Regions from separate parts of the Cricetulus griseus genome. Here region 1 is linked to region 2. The links are chromatin contacts, called in public Hi-C maps. All regions are on one chromosome and are shown on one strand. The core of a region is the stretch at or near the end of the contact, and the rest is flanking DNA. Distances in the headings are between cores, read along the strand shown. Region 1 overlaps Zbtb44 (zinc finger and BTB domain-containing protein 44). Region 2 holds the start of Adamts8 (A disintegrin and metalloproteinase with thrombospondin motifs 8).

Region 1 (6,632 bases), core at 708-3,207, 150 kb after region 2:
CTTTTTTAAAAAAGATTTAAACTTTTGTTTTTTAAATCTTTAACTGACCTTTATTACATGGTCACAAATAAGTTACAGTTAGAAGGGATGGACAGGGAAAAAATTAGTCTTGAGTGTCTTTGGATAGAAACATGAGACTAAGATTTGTTTTTGTTTTTCCTCATTAAAATATCTTACTGGTGTTTTATGAAATAAGTTTTCCTGCTGTTGTCATTGACCGTTGGCTAGAAGGAGGAACTGGTTATTGAGTATGTGCAGACTGGAGACTCATACTGAACAGCGTCTGTCAGTGCATCTAAGTGTCGATACTGTCACAGCATGCCCAGGCCAGGCGGGAATCATAAAGAGGGCAGTTGGGGAAGCCATTAGGTCTGGGAGCTAGAAGCCAGGTTCCTGGATAACTCTACTCACTGGATGGTGGGTTGCCTCTGGTTTTTATGTTTTGGTTTTTTTCCTATTTAATATTGATTAGGTAGAAACACATTGCTGCCATTTCAGTGGTAACAGACAAACGGGATCAAAACAAGTGGGAAATGGGAAGGCAGCCCAGTGTAGAAGTACTAGTTTGCCTGTGCAAGCATGAAAGGGGCCTCAAACAAAAAGACTGCTGTGCGCTCAGGCAGCCAAGATCATTTTAGTCCGTTAGGTTCCGAGACACAGGCAGGTTTCAAAGAAGTACATGGTAGTGGGCATCTTTTAACAAGTTATCAAACATCTAACGTCTGCCCTATCCTTTATGGTGCAAGATACCAAGGAATCAGGATAGGGCAGAGATAAAATTCAAAATGATTTTATCTTGCAGTGTTCTTGAATGGAAAGACTCAAAGAATGATACTAAAAGCAATAACCAAAGATAATGCTTTCTAAATTGGTTAGAATTAAAATGAATAATTTGAGCCTTCTTTCTTAGGAACAAGGAAGTTTGTTCTAAGAAATAAACAGAGAAAGTTAGCAAATTATAAACATACTAAATTTTGAGGGAGGGGAGGTGTACATAAATCTCTTTTCTCAAATTTTAATGTAATTCTTTTTTATATCAAAAACCTTCACAGCTGTAAATCAGAGATAGAAAGCCCACCCTCCCTCCAGCAGACTGCTCTGTGACCACAGTTGGAATACTAGACGAAAAGAGTTGCTGTTGCTGCCAGTCCTGTTCCTTTGGTTCTAATCAGTGTACTTGAATTATCCTGCCCACCCCACCCAAAAAAAATGAAATATTTGTACTTTGTAAACAGGGAATAGACCATCACAAAGCACATGGCAGAGTTGGCAGAACTTCTACATTGGACCCCCCATTTGTCAGTCTCTGCCTAATTTTTCCCACAACCATGTTTTTAGCCACAAAAGTTTATTAGCGGTGTACAGTAGGCTCTAAGACAACACTTACATTCTATCAATAGAAGAAATTAAAAAAAAAAAAAAAAAGCAGCAAGCCCTTCTCTGCTGCCTTTGGAGTTTCTTCTGTTTCCATGTGAAAGCACTGAGTTTCTTTTCCGGCTGTTTCAGACTTGACTGTGCCACCTGTGTAGCATGACATGGTACCTTTGGCTCTCTCCCCAGACCCCATCCTGAGTCCTGCTGCTGGTTTTACTGGAAGTCATTTACTGAATGAGTCTCATTTACCAGGGAACCTGAAGCCTTGGGCAGGATCAATACTTGCCCCACCCCACTGCAGGCACAGCTAGTATGTGGACAGCCTCAGGTGAATCATCTTAATTCTTGTCATTTAGAGATCATCCATTGGAAAAGTTGCTATAGAACACAACCAAATAAAGATTCTCAGACTGGTTTAAGTTGGGGACCAAGGCAGAAATGCTGTCTTAGTGATAAGTGTGTGTATACATAGTAGGGTCCTACAGTGACTCACTGCAGCATAGACTGGCTGTTAATCCTCTTGGCCAGGTCAGAGGGAACTCAAACTATACCACCCTGTGTCAGCAATTTTTCCACCTGCTTCCTCAAACATCACAGTCCATGTCTCCCTTGTCAAGGGAGCCTCCTGCTCTCCGGGTGGGACTTCCCCTTTAACATAACGTTCTGTATTTTCATTAGTTGTCATTGACAACTGTCGTATTCATCCTGGCCTGACTGTCAGGAAAAGCATGGGGGTGAACCAGCACTTGAGGAAAGGTTTGTGTGGACAGTGAAGGAGAGTGCTTCAGGTAGAGGGCCGGCGAGAGCAAGATAATGTACCCGACTTTGTGGCGCTCCTGCGTGGGAGGAGTAGAGGATTGTGATGAAAGCACCTGCCCAGCATAGAAGGGTCAGGTGGAGTTCAACACTGACTTGGGATTTTTTTGAGGCACTGTCTCAAAAGAAGAAAGAAAAAACTGTATTTGGTAGGAAAACTGATCAAGTTAACTTGAGCAGAAGACCAAGGTCAGAGCTCTCTAGAAAGATTCAGAACAAGATTTGAGAGAATACAGGCTTCACTGAGTCCCTCAGAGTTCAAGTTAGAGCCCAAGAGAAGGTAAGAGAGTAGAACTGCCAGAGAAGCATCAGGTTAGAGGGTTGGCTAGAAAGTGGACCTTGAGCCGAAGTGCAAGACTTGGCTCCCAGCAGTGGGGAATACCTTCTATGTCCATTCCATACCCATGGCCTATTACACTGCTCAGGTAACCTGGCCTTGGTTTTGAAGGGAAAGTCCAAAATAAAGGAAGAAAGAATGAGTTTTGACTGGGCAACTGCAAGAGGACCACTGTATAGCTTAGAGTTAGAATGTGCACTCTAATGTCAGAGTCCCCAGGTGTGATCCCCGTTGCTGCAGGTCAAAGGATGAGCCTATGTCCAGCTGAGGAAAGTGTCCCTCCTTAGAATGGTTGTATGATATTTAGTTTGTTATTAATGTACTTGTCTTCTGGCAGAATTCGTCTACTCAACCAAATTAGAGAGATTTGAGTATTCCAGACATTCTCTGGCTTCTTAAGTCATTGGTTCATAAGCATTGGACAACCCTAAAACCCGGTGTGTTGGGGCATAGAAACACAGATCTTGCCTGCTGGAGTTGTCCTGGGAGGGTGGGGAGCAGGCCAACAAAAAAGAGAAAGGTGGACTATGTAGGTTAGTATGTGCTGAAGGAAAATCTATTGGTAGGCTGAGTGAGGTCAGGTGACCAAAAGTGAGTTAACTCAAGCCCCGAAGGAGATAGTCACAGGCATAGGGAACCATGCCTGCCAGTCCATGTGCACACATTGTCTTTCTGTCTCTCCCCCCTCCCTCCTTCTGTCTCCCCTTCCCTCCCTCCCTCCCTCTCTCTCTCTCCCTCCCTTCCCCCCTCACCTCACATAGCACCCAACTTCATGACCAGGAAGGTGCGCTATCCAGAACAAAAGCTAAAAGCAGACATTGCTGAAGAGATTCAGGATGTGAAACTGAATGACAGTGGGAGTTGCTCTTCCGCTCAATGCATGTCTTCCTGCACTTATTCAGAGGCCTGTTCTCTGCAGAACAAGCCACTAAGTAGGTTCACTCAGAAACTCAGTGTTACAGATCTAGTTTTTGGAAGAGCTGAGCCTTGTTCTCAATATCAATTCTTTTAACATCATTAAAATGTCATTTAAAATGCTCTGCAGGCTACAGTGTACTCAGTTACAGAGTAGCATCCTCAGGGTGAGACTTCTGCATGTCAAACACATACCTTGGTGCAGAACTGATGGCTAGGTAAACCACTCACTGCTAGTCCCAGAATGCACACACATGCATAGCTCCCAACCAAGCCTGTGTTCCCCTCAACCAGTGAAGCAGCTTTGTAAAGACCTAGGAAGGACTGACGTCTAAGCAGGAAGCTGTGTGTAAATTGAGCACTGCTCCCTAGTACCCAGACCATGCTACACTTGTAAATAGTTCTCAAAAGCTGCATACTGTGGGATCCCCTTATCACATCTTCATGCACATCCATGTGTACATGTAACGTTTATCTCCATGACATGTAGGCGGAGCTGAGGAAGAAGGGCCTCCCAAGGTCTCAAAGTACTGCTGAACTATTTTTAGACCCATGCAAGGCACCTCTCCCAGGTCTGACTGATACAGGACACTGCCACAGTCCGTGGACTGAAAGCCTCATAAGATCAGCCCAGCCCTAGTGAGTCCACCCTTCCTTGCTCAGGATTCTCCATGCTGTCACCTGCAGCATCCTTTCCAGTCCACGTTCCTACATGAGTTGCGGATTCCCCAGTGTGCACTCTCCTCCCATCAGTACCCTCCTGCCCCGTTCTTGCCTCAGCTTCTAGTGTGTGCTGTGGGTGTACCAGTTCCCTCCCATTAGCAGCAAGGAGGATGAGCAAGGCAAGCAGCTCTTCTGTACTCACTGGGCAGAGGAAACCAGCACAGCTCAATCCTGACAGCTCCAGGATCCTGGGTACCTGCAGAAGCCAGAAGAGGCTATGAATCCCTAGAACTGGAATTAAAGATGGTTGTGAGCTGTCGTGTGGGTATTGGGAATAGAACCTGGGTCTTCTGGAAGAGCACCCAGTGCTCTTAACATCTGAGCCATCTCTTTGGCTCTTAATTAACATACTTGTTGCACAAAATAATGACTTTAGCTGTAACATTTTTATACATGAATATACCATGCCTTGTCATAATTTCTCATTCTCCCATTTTCTCACCTCCATACGTCCCTCTCCCTGGCTCCTAATAGTCTCTATTTTCAGGTCATCTTATTTTTTGTTTTCACATGTAAAGATAACATGTCCTTTTAATCTAAAGTATGTCCTGACTCCAGCTCTGATTGATTGCCATGCTGAGGATAGAACCCAGAGCTTTCTTCATATTGGGCATTACCACTGAGCTAGCTAGTCCACAGATTCCAATACTTGTCTTTCTGGGGAGGAGTTATTTTACCCCATATTATACCCATCCCTTTTCTTGTAAATAACAGGATCCCATTCTTTATGGGTGAATAATGCTCCATTGTATATATAAACTACATTTTCTTTATCTGTAGATAGGCACTCAAGCTAATTTTATGACTTGGCTGTTACGGGTAATACTGCAGTCATCATGGGAGTACAGGTATCTATATTTGGGCTGATTGGAGTCCTCTAGATGTTTCCAGAAGTGGTATAGCTGGATCATAGGGTAGTTCATATCCTTTTTTTTTTTTTTCTTGAAACACTTCCACACTGACTAAAAGTTGGGTCATGTGTAAGGGTCCCTTTTACATCATCCCCAAAATTTGTTGTCTATTAATCACCATTGTGACTGGGGTGAAATGGGGTCCCAATGTGGTTTTGATTTGCATTTCCCTGATGGCTAAAGATACAGTGGCATTTTCTCCGTACATACTGGCCATTTTTACTCTCTTGGGAATTATCTATTCGAGTTATTTGTGCATTTAAAAAATCTGGTCACACACACACACCTTTTGTCAAGTGTTTGGAGTACCTTATGATAGCTATTAGCCTGGTAAGAAGAATTGGGTCCAGGAGACTGAGTCCAGCATGAGAGTCATGCTCTTCCCTATGCCTCTCTTACCTCGGTATTTGGGAGTTAATGACTGTACTCCCAGTAGTTGGAACAGAGACTTGGTACCTGGTAAGAAATCAGTAAGTGTCCTTGAGGGTCCTGGTGGAGGGAGAGCAAGCACACTGGGGAATCCTAACTCACTTGTAACCAAATGTAAGGTGGGAATTTGACTGGAAAGTGTGCTGCTGCAGGTGCCTGCATGGAGAACTTTGGCCACAATCACAGAAGTTCACAAAAAGATGTATAGCCAACTAACATGACTGCAACAAGAGAGCCATTTAAGCCCAGGAGTTCCCAGAGCAGTATGGGCAGTATAATCAGAAGCTATCTTAGGAAGGGGTGAGGGGAGACCATTGTGAACCTCCAAATACTCCCTACTTCTCCATCGTTTGAACACTCAGCAGTGAAGGCCCCTGTACAAAACACTTTGCAGGACCTTAGCTTACATGTACATGGACCAAGTCTTCAGCTTCCCTGGTATCTGAGGGAAGCAGAAAGGCTAGAAAGGCAGACTAATGGTGTTGGGTTTACTTAACCTTAGAGAAGAAATGCTTTAGGGAATGGAGGCTTCCAAATGCTTTAAAGGCGATGAAATCCAAGCTTTGCCCAACCTGCCCTGAGGAGCACTTCCAGGCTGGCCATAAGAGAAAAAATGAAGGGCCCAATCAGTAGCTCAGGGGGTAAAGGTATTTTCCACCAAACTTGACAGAGTTTTGTCCCTGTGTCCCACATGGAAGAAGGAGATAGCTGACCCTGCAAGTTGTCTGACTGCCTGTGTGCTGTGGCACATCACTCACATCTCAAATAAATAAAAATACACTTTAAGGACTGGGGAGATGGCTCAGTGATTAAGAACACTTGTCTGCTTTTCCAGGGGACCTGGGTTTGATTCCCAGCACCCACATGGCAGCTCACAACTGTCTGCAGTTCTAGTTCCAGGAAGTTCAACACCTCACGCAGATACATGCAAGCAGAATACCAGTGCACATAAAATAAAAATAAATTATTCAAAACACGTACTTTAAAAAGTGCTGGCTGATGAGAGCAGGTGCAGGGACCCACAGAGAGAACCCAAATTGGGGACCTCCATAAGGTTGCTCCCTTTGGAGCTCGGGGTTGGGGGTGGGTGTCAAAAGGGGGGGGGGGGATTGTAGAAGTCAGAGGGG
Region 2 (6,668 bases), core at 3,253-5,752:
GTTTGCAGTCAGTGTTAATAAAAAAGTACAAATTACAAAGGAAACTTTGGAGCAAGGCAGTCTTTCTCTCCCTGCAGAAGGTACCACAGCATTTATGGTAGGAAGCCATCAGTGTTTACACAACTTTGAATAAGTCACTGAAACCTGCCTTTGCCCACCTCTTCAAATTGCAAACAGAAGTGGAATAGTTGACCACTCATGTTTCTTCCAGTTCTGAAAGAATCTAGAAGCCTAGAGACTACCAGAATTTAGGACACACTACACATTCATGGAATAAGCACTGTATAAAATTCTAGTGATTAACTGAGAAATAGTACGAATTAATTAAAAACTTGGAGTTCACGACTACAAAGATGGCCCACGAGTTAAGAGAACTTACTGCATAGTCATGAGCACCCACAACATCCCTTATCCAAGGGAAATGGAGACAGGAAACTCTCTGGGGCTTGCTGGCTTCCAACCTAGCCAAGAAAAGGTAAGTCCCAGGCTGAGGGAAAGGCCCTGCCTCAAAAGAGTAGGCAGAGAGTGGTAAGGTAGGATACTCAGTGCCACCTTCTGGCCTCCACACATGTGCAGAATATGCACACATGCACATACACTCACACAAACACACGCACATAAACAAATGAAGACTTTTAGGTTAAGAGCACTGGCTGCTCTTCCAGAGGATCTCAGTGTGATTCCCTGCACCCACATGGCAGCTCACAACTGTCTGCAACTCCAGTTCCAGGGGATCTGATGCCCTCTTCTTACCTCCATGGGAACACATGTGGTTCATATACATATATTTGAGCAAAACACTCATACCTACAAAGTAAAATAAATAAATGTAAACAAATTTTAAGAAAACCAAAATAAGCCAGTATAAACTAATTAATTATTTAAATGCTATTAAATAATGAATGACTACTTAATAAAGATTTAAAGACAAAACAGAGACATCTTAATTTTTCATATTTCCTATTCATATTCAGAGCAAAAAAATTATTTTGAGCCTTCTTACTTCCTAAGAATCACATAGGTGGCTCCTACATCCCATACTCTAAATTTAAAGAATTCAAAGTAACACTGTTTTACCTTCAGCCAACAAACTTTTTATAGAAAGATCCAGATAATATAGATATTGGTATTTTGAAACAAGGTTTCTCTGTGTAGCCCTGGCTGTCCTGGAACTCAATTCACTCAATAGACCAAGCTGGCCTGGAACTCACAGAGATCCACCTGCCTCTGACTCTTGAATATCGGGATTAAGGGCATGTGTGCACCACCACCAACTGGCTCAAATAGTAAATAGTTTAAGCTCATCCAGCCATACCCTTCACAGCTCAAATGCAGCCAAAGTGTCCATGAATGTCTGCTGTCAGTAAACTTTCTTATAAGCACTGAAGTTTGAATCATGGAATTTTCAAGTGTCGCCTTTGGAGGCTGTCCTGGAACTAGCTCTTGTAGAGTAGACCAGGCTGGTCTCGAACTCACAGAGATCCTCCTGCCTCTGCCTCTGCCTCTCAAGTGCTGGGACTAAAGGCGTACACCACCACCACCTGGCATGTCGTGAAATGTTAATAGTCTGTTTTTTAATTTACCCCTTAAAATAAGCAAAACATTTTTATATTGCATGTGGGGTGTACAAAAACAATCTTAGCCCACAAACCACAGTTTGCCTACCCTTTTGGCAATGATATTCTTTGAGGGGACAAAAATGGTAATATAGGAACTCCATAATTGGTCCATTTGAGATTTTCAGTGGTGGGTGTGATAGTGTTTATTTTTGCTGTAGTGATTTCATCCACCATGTTTTAAGGGTTTCCTCTCCAAGCCATCTACCATTCCTGCAAGGAGAGGATTAAGCATAGCTAAGGTACGGGTGACACCTTGTGGTTGCACTGCAAATTGCAGGCACTTCCCTGGAAGTTGCCATGGAGGCAACCTCCTAGAAAGATGAACTGAGCAGGCAGAGGGCAGCCAGGTTGGCTCCTGGGATAGTTTGGCAGTCCGCAATTGTTGTATGATTATAGTTGTGGTTGTTGATGAAATGGGGCAAGATAAAGTCCAAAGCAGCTGTCTCCAAAGGGGGCATCCAAAGGCGGTGCTTCTTCCTATTTTAAAACAGTAGCAGCTGCAGTTTCCAAAGCCTTCCCAATTGAAAGCACCAGCAACATTCAGTTCCCCTAGCTTGGTTATAGCCATTGATGTCTAAGTACAAAAGAGGAGTTAAACACTTTTCTCAAATAGTTACAAAGGAGAAAGAAGACACAGGGAAAGCATCTAACTACTATTGAAAACTAAAGGTTGAAAGCCAGGCATAAGGTTCCAGCACATACCTGTGACTTCAGTGCTCAGGAGGCTAAGGTGAGAGACTAAGAAGTTTAAGGCAAGCCTGGGCTGTGTAGTCAAGACCTTGTCTTAAGAAAGGGGAAGGGGGAAGGAGTTCCACACTTGAAAATGGTGAACAAGGGACTTACCGGCAAAGACCAGTAATTGAAATGTCACCTCAGCCCTGAGGCAAATGGGATTACTCATTTCTCTATACAGGTCTCACGGTCCCAGGGGTATTAAACTGTTGTGGAATAAGCATTTTGTTCATTTTCAGTAGAGTCGAAGCACTGATATTTTCCATTCCCCTGCCTCTAGGAGTATTTCACCCAAACTTCCAATTCTCTGTGCAGGACACAAAGGAGATTCTGCACCTTGAAGGTTCTCCCTTTTTTATTTAAATTCTTTAATTACTACTCATATTTACATATCCATCCTCCCCATTCCCTCGCCTTCCCATCCTCCCATGTTCCCCACTAACCCACACACACACACAAGCCATCCCCGGACTCCTCCCCAGGGATAGTGAGACCCTCCACCAGGGACCTTCAAAGTCTGTCATATCGTTTGGGGGAGGGCCTAGACCCTCCTTGCTGTATCTGGGCTGCAATAGTATCCCTCCATAGGGAATGGGCTCCCAAAGTCCTTATGTGCTCTAGGGATAAAGACTGGCTCCACTGTTAGAGGACCCGTAGACTGTCTTGGCCTCCTAGCTGGCACCCACATTCAGAGGGCTTGGTACCTTGAAGGTTCTCAAGCGCCCATTTGCATTGCTGTAAAAGCAGAGAGGACTTGAGGGTGTCAGGGCTTCTCTCAGCTGTGGGCACAAGCATAAGCAGCGTAGTTATGGGTAGGTGAGCTGGCAAATGGCATGTCCTCCGTGCTGGCCGATCAGAAGGGGCACGGGGGGGGGGCTGTCTTGGACTGGAACTGAGAGAACAGGCATCTGAATCCAATCTAGATCTGCACCCTTAAGACCGAAGTGGATACAAATATTAGTTTTATGGTCTTAAGACTCTGTCATCACTTTCCGTGGGTCCCACTCTTCTACAGGAAGATGCAGTGTATGGCAGAGTGAATTAGTTTCCCATATGCATGTATGTATATATGTATGTATGTATGTATGTTTTTTTGTTTTTTGGAGCTCTGGGCAATGCAGTAAAGGGGACCTTTCCTCGTGTCACCAAGGCAACTGGCAGAAGTGTATGATGGAAGACAGCCTGAAGAAATGCTTCCTCCGAGGCTAACTGGGAGCTTAATGGTACTCAATGCACTTTGCCTGGTTGGTGTTACTTCTCAGCGCCCACTGTCCTCAGAAATAAGCAATTAAGAGTCCTTGCTAGCCTTGACCCGGCTTTTTTTTTTTTCTTTAGGTCTGCGGTGGTCTTAGTGACCAGCGTGATTTCAGTGTGACTTTCTCTCACTTGTGTTTTACCATTAAAGGCTCTGGAATCGTCTCCAAAAATTTCTTTTAACACTGCCAGGTCTGTACAGGAATCTGCATACTGTCGCTGAGACCAATGCAGAAGCCTCTTCAAGATAGTGTGCAGTGTCCCCAGCACCTGGCTCTACCACAGGAAGAGGCTAGCATCTCTCTCCTCTAGTACTTGCCTTTAGGGGCTGTCCAGCAGTAGAGGAATTGGCATGGGTCGTCACGTAGAAAGAAAGAAAAAACGCTAAAGTTGCCACTTAACTACTTAACTATGGGGAGGGGCTCACTGACTCCTGATTGGTTTTACATTTCAACCTTTTTTTTTTCTTCCTCTCCCTCTTTTCTGTTTCTGTCTCTGACCCCAGGGGAGGGGAAACGGGAATAGTGAGAGATCAAAAATAAACCTCTTATGTCAAAGCCGGGAAGGAAGTATAAATACGAAGGGCTCGGCAGCCCACTCGGTACTTCCCGAGGAAGGAGGCGACTGCACCGGACAGCATGGAGGAGAGCGCTCGCAGTCCGGGGCGCCAGCTGCTCGAGATCCGCTAGGTTGGCTGGCTGGCGCAGGAGGAGCGGGCTGCGCGAACTAGAGGGGCCGCCAGGGGACCGCCGCGCCTGCTGCCGCTGGCCGAGTCGGCCTCTCCATCTGATTGATCACTTTTCCTGGAGAGAGCGGCCCGGCCGCCTTTGGCCACCAGCACCTGCCTGAGCGCGGCTGCCTTCTTCCCTCTCCCGTGCTCCGCAGCCCTCTGCCCCCATGCTTCTCGACCCCACCGCCGCCCGGTGGCCGCCCCTCCTGCTGCTGCTATTGCAGCTGCTGCCGCCGCCGCCACTCGTCTGCGGCGCCCCGGCAGAGCCGGGAACCAGGTCGCAGGCCTCGGAGCTGCTGGTGCCCACGCGGTTGCCGGGCAGCACGAGCGAGCTCGCCTTCCACCTGTCTGCCTTCGGCCAGGGCTTCGTGCTGCGCCTGGCGCCTGACGCCAGCTTTTTGGCACCCGAGTTCAAGATCGAGCGTCTCGGGGGCTCCGGAGCTGCGGCCGGGGGCGAACCGGGGCTGCGCGGTTGCTTCTTCTCTGGCACGGTGAATGGGGAGCGAGAGTCACTGGCGGCGGTGAGCCTGTGTCGCGGGCTGAGCGGCTCTTTCTTGCTGGCAGGCGAGGAGTTCACCATCCAGCCGCAAGGCGCTGGGGACTCCCTGGACCAGCCTCACCGCCTGCAGCGCTGGGGGCCGGGGCAGCACAGGGAGGACCCCGGGCTCGCCGCTGCCGAAGTCTTCCCTGTCCCTCAAGGACTCAAGTGGGAGGTGGAGATGGGTGAGGGGCAGGGACCGGAGAGAAGTGACGACGAAGAGGACAGGGAGCAGGACAAAGAGGGGTTGCGCAAAAAGAGAGAAGACTCCAGCGAACTGCCACCACCCTTAAGATCCAAAACTAGGAGCAAAAGGTTTGTGTCCGAGGCTCGCTTCGTGGAAACACTGCTGGTGGCTGATGCGTCCATGGCTGCCTTCTATGGGACAGACCTGCAGGTAGGACTCGAGAACCTCCCGCGGATGCTAACAGTCGATAACATCCGTCTCTTCCCAAACGACTCTCAATTCTTCCCTTCCCACTGAGGGTGGGGTAGGGGGGACTCTTCGAGCTCCCAAGCCCAACCCCAAAGGGGACTTTCTCCTTTCTGAGAAAGAGCAGTAACTCCATTAACTTCTGCTATCCCGGTTTCCTATTTCCCAACCCCTAAGTCCCTTCCAATTTACAGTAGAAGTGCTGGCTCTGATTCTTCCGAGCTGGCATCCTGAGTCTCCCGCAGTCCCCAGGCACCTGCTTTCTCCCAAAGGACATGAAAACTGCACTTTTTTTTTTTTTCCTTTAAGAATCCTGCTCCTCTTGGGCCAGCTTCCTACAACTCTCTAGTCTCTAGTGTCGGTGACTCTCTGATGCTCCCTAGCTGGGACGAGGTGGCTGGGACTGTCTGGGTACAGAACTGAGGTTCCTGTAAGTAAAAGAAGTTAGAGGAACCTGGAAGGAAGCTTTCCAACTTGTGTGCGCCCAGCTGGTTCTGATCAAGGGGCACGAGCTACCTTGCCAACCTGGCGCTCAGCCTCGGCAGAACTTGGCAATGCCAGCATCCAGCACAAGAAGGGAGGAGAACAGAATTTCTGCCTTGGGGGTTCAGCCCAGAAAACTGAAGTTTCAGTGACAAGAGAGGGAGCTGGGTTAAAGGTGAAGTTTTTCAGTTTACTGTGTCTAAAGGAACCAGAGCTGACCAGCCACCCTCAGCCCAGAGTCAGCTTTCAAATGACCTGGCAGAGAAAACTGAGTCCAGGACACTGTCGCTAGTAGGCTAGTAGCTGAGCATTCCTAACTACATGTAGTTGGTGCTGACTCAGCAAGAAATGTCCACCACCATCACCATACCACCACCACCACCACCCCAATACCTCCCTCCCAAGACAGGACAAAGATTTTACAAAAGGAGAAGGGATAAGGGTCCCATCTTCTAGAACATACAGAACTAGAAATGTTAGCTCAGCTAGAGGAAACCGACCTGCCCAGAGATCACAGATCCGCCAGTCAGAGATCCCAGAACCACAGCAGCCCAGTTAGCACTTTGACAGTGGTGGTGCCCTTTATTAGGGTCTCCATCTTAGCCTCAGCCTGTGCCTGAGTGTTGTGGGTGCCAAGGACATGGACATTACCTTTGCAGAATGGCCAGACAAGGGGACAGACAGACAGCCTTCTGCTTCTCATCAGGTCATTCCCGCCTTTCTGTGCTTCATGAGAAAGTTTCGGTAAAAACCAGATGGAGAGGACAGGAAATGCTGTGGGTGAGAAGTCCAAATGATTGCTGGTCTATCTACTGCACAGACCAGTTAAACCTGGGGCAGGATCCCTGCATGCTTTTGTGGTATTGGCTCTGCTCAGAG

The links. A called contact is a pair of places that touch in the nucleus more often than the background predicts.
Region 1: a Hi-C map of liver shows a contact between it and region 2, with 2.4 times the contacts expected there. The contact joins the enhancer-like site here to the promoter of Adamts8 in region 2. A contact is called at or near these places in 6 of 8 Hi-C or Micro-C datasets (the CHK-Q cell line, the CHL-YN cell line, the CHO-K1 cell line and 2 more).

What each region holds. Positions count from the first base shown.
Region 1 is chr4:143,530,159-143,536,790 of CriGri-PICRH-1.0, forward strand. It overlaps Zbtb44 (zinc finger and BTB domain-containing protein 44), which reads left to right. Exons shown (of 6, transcript XM_027411737.2): 6 at 1-192. Among named protein-coding and RNA genes, the nearest start is that of St14, 46 kb to the right of the region's middle. Within about 2 kb of position 1,958, at least 1 of the 6 cell types and tissues checked has open chromatin away from gene starts, as enhancers often do.
Region 2 is chr4:143,379,323-143,385,990 of CriGri-PICRH-1.0, forward strand. Adamts8 (A disintegrin and metalloproteinase with thrombospondin motifs 8) reads left to right here and starts at 4,503. Exons shown (of 9, transcript XM_027411735.2): 1 at 4,503-5,270. The coding sequence starts at 4,503.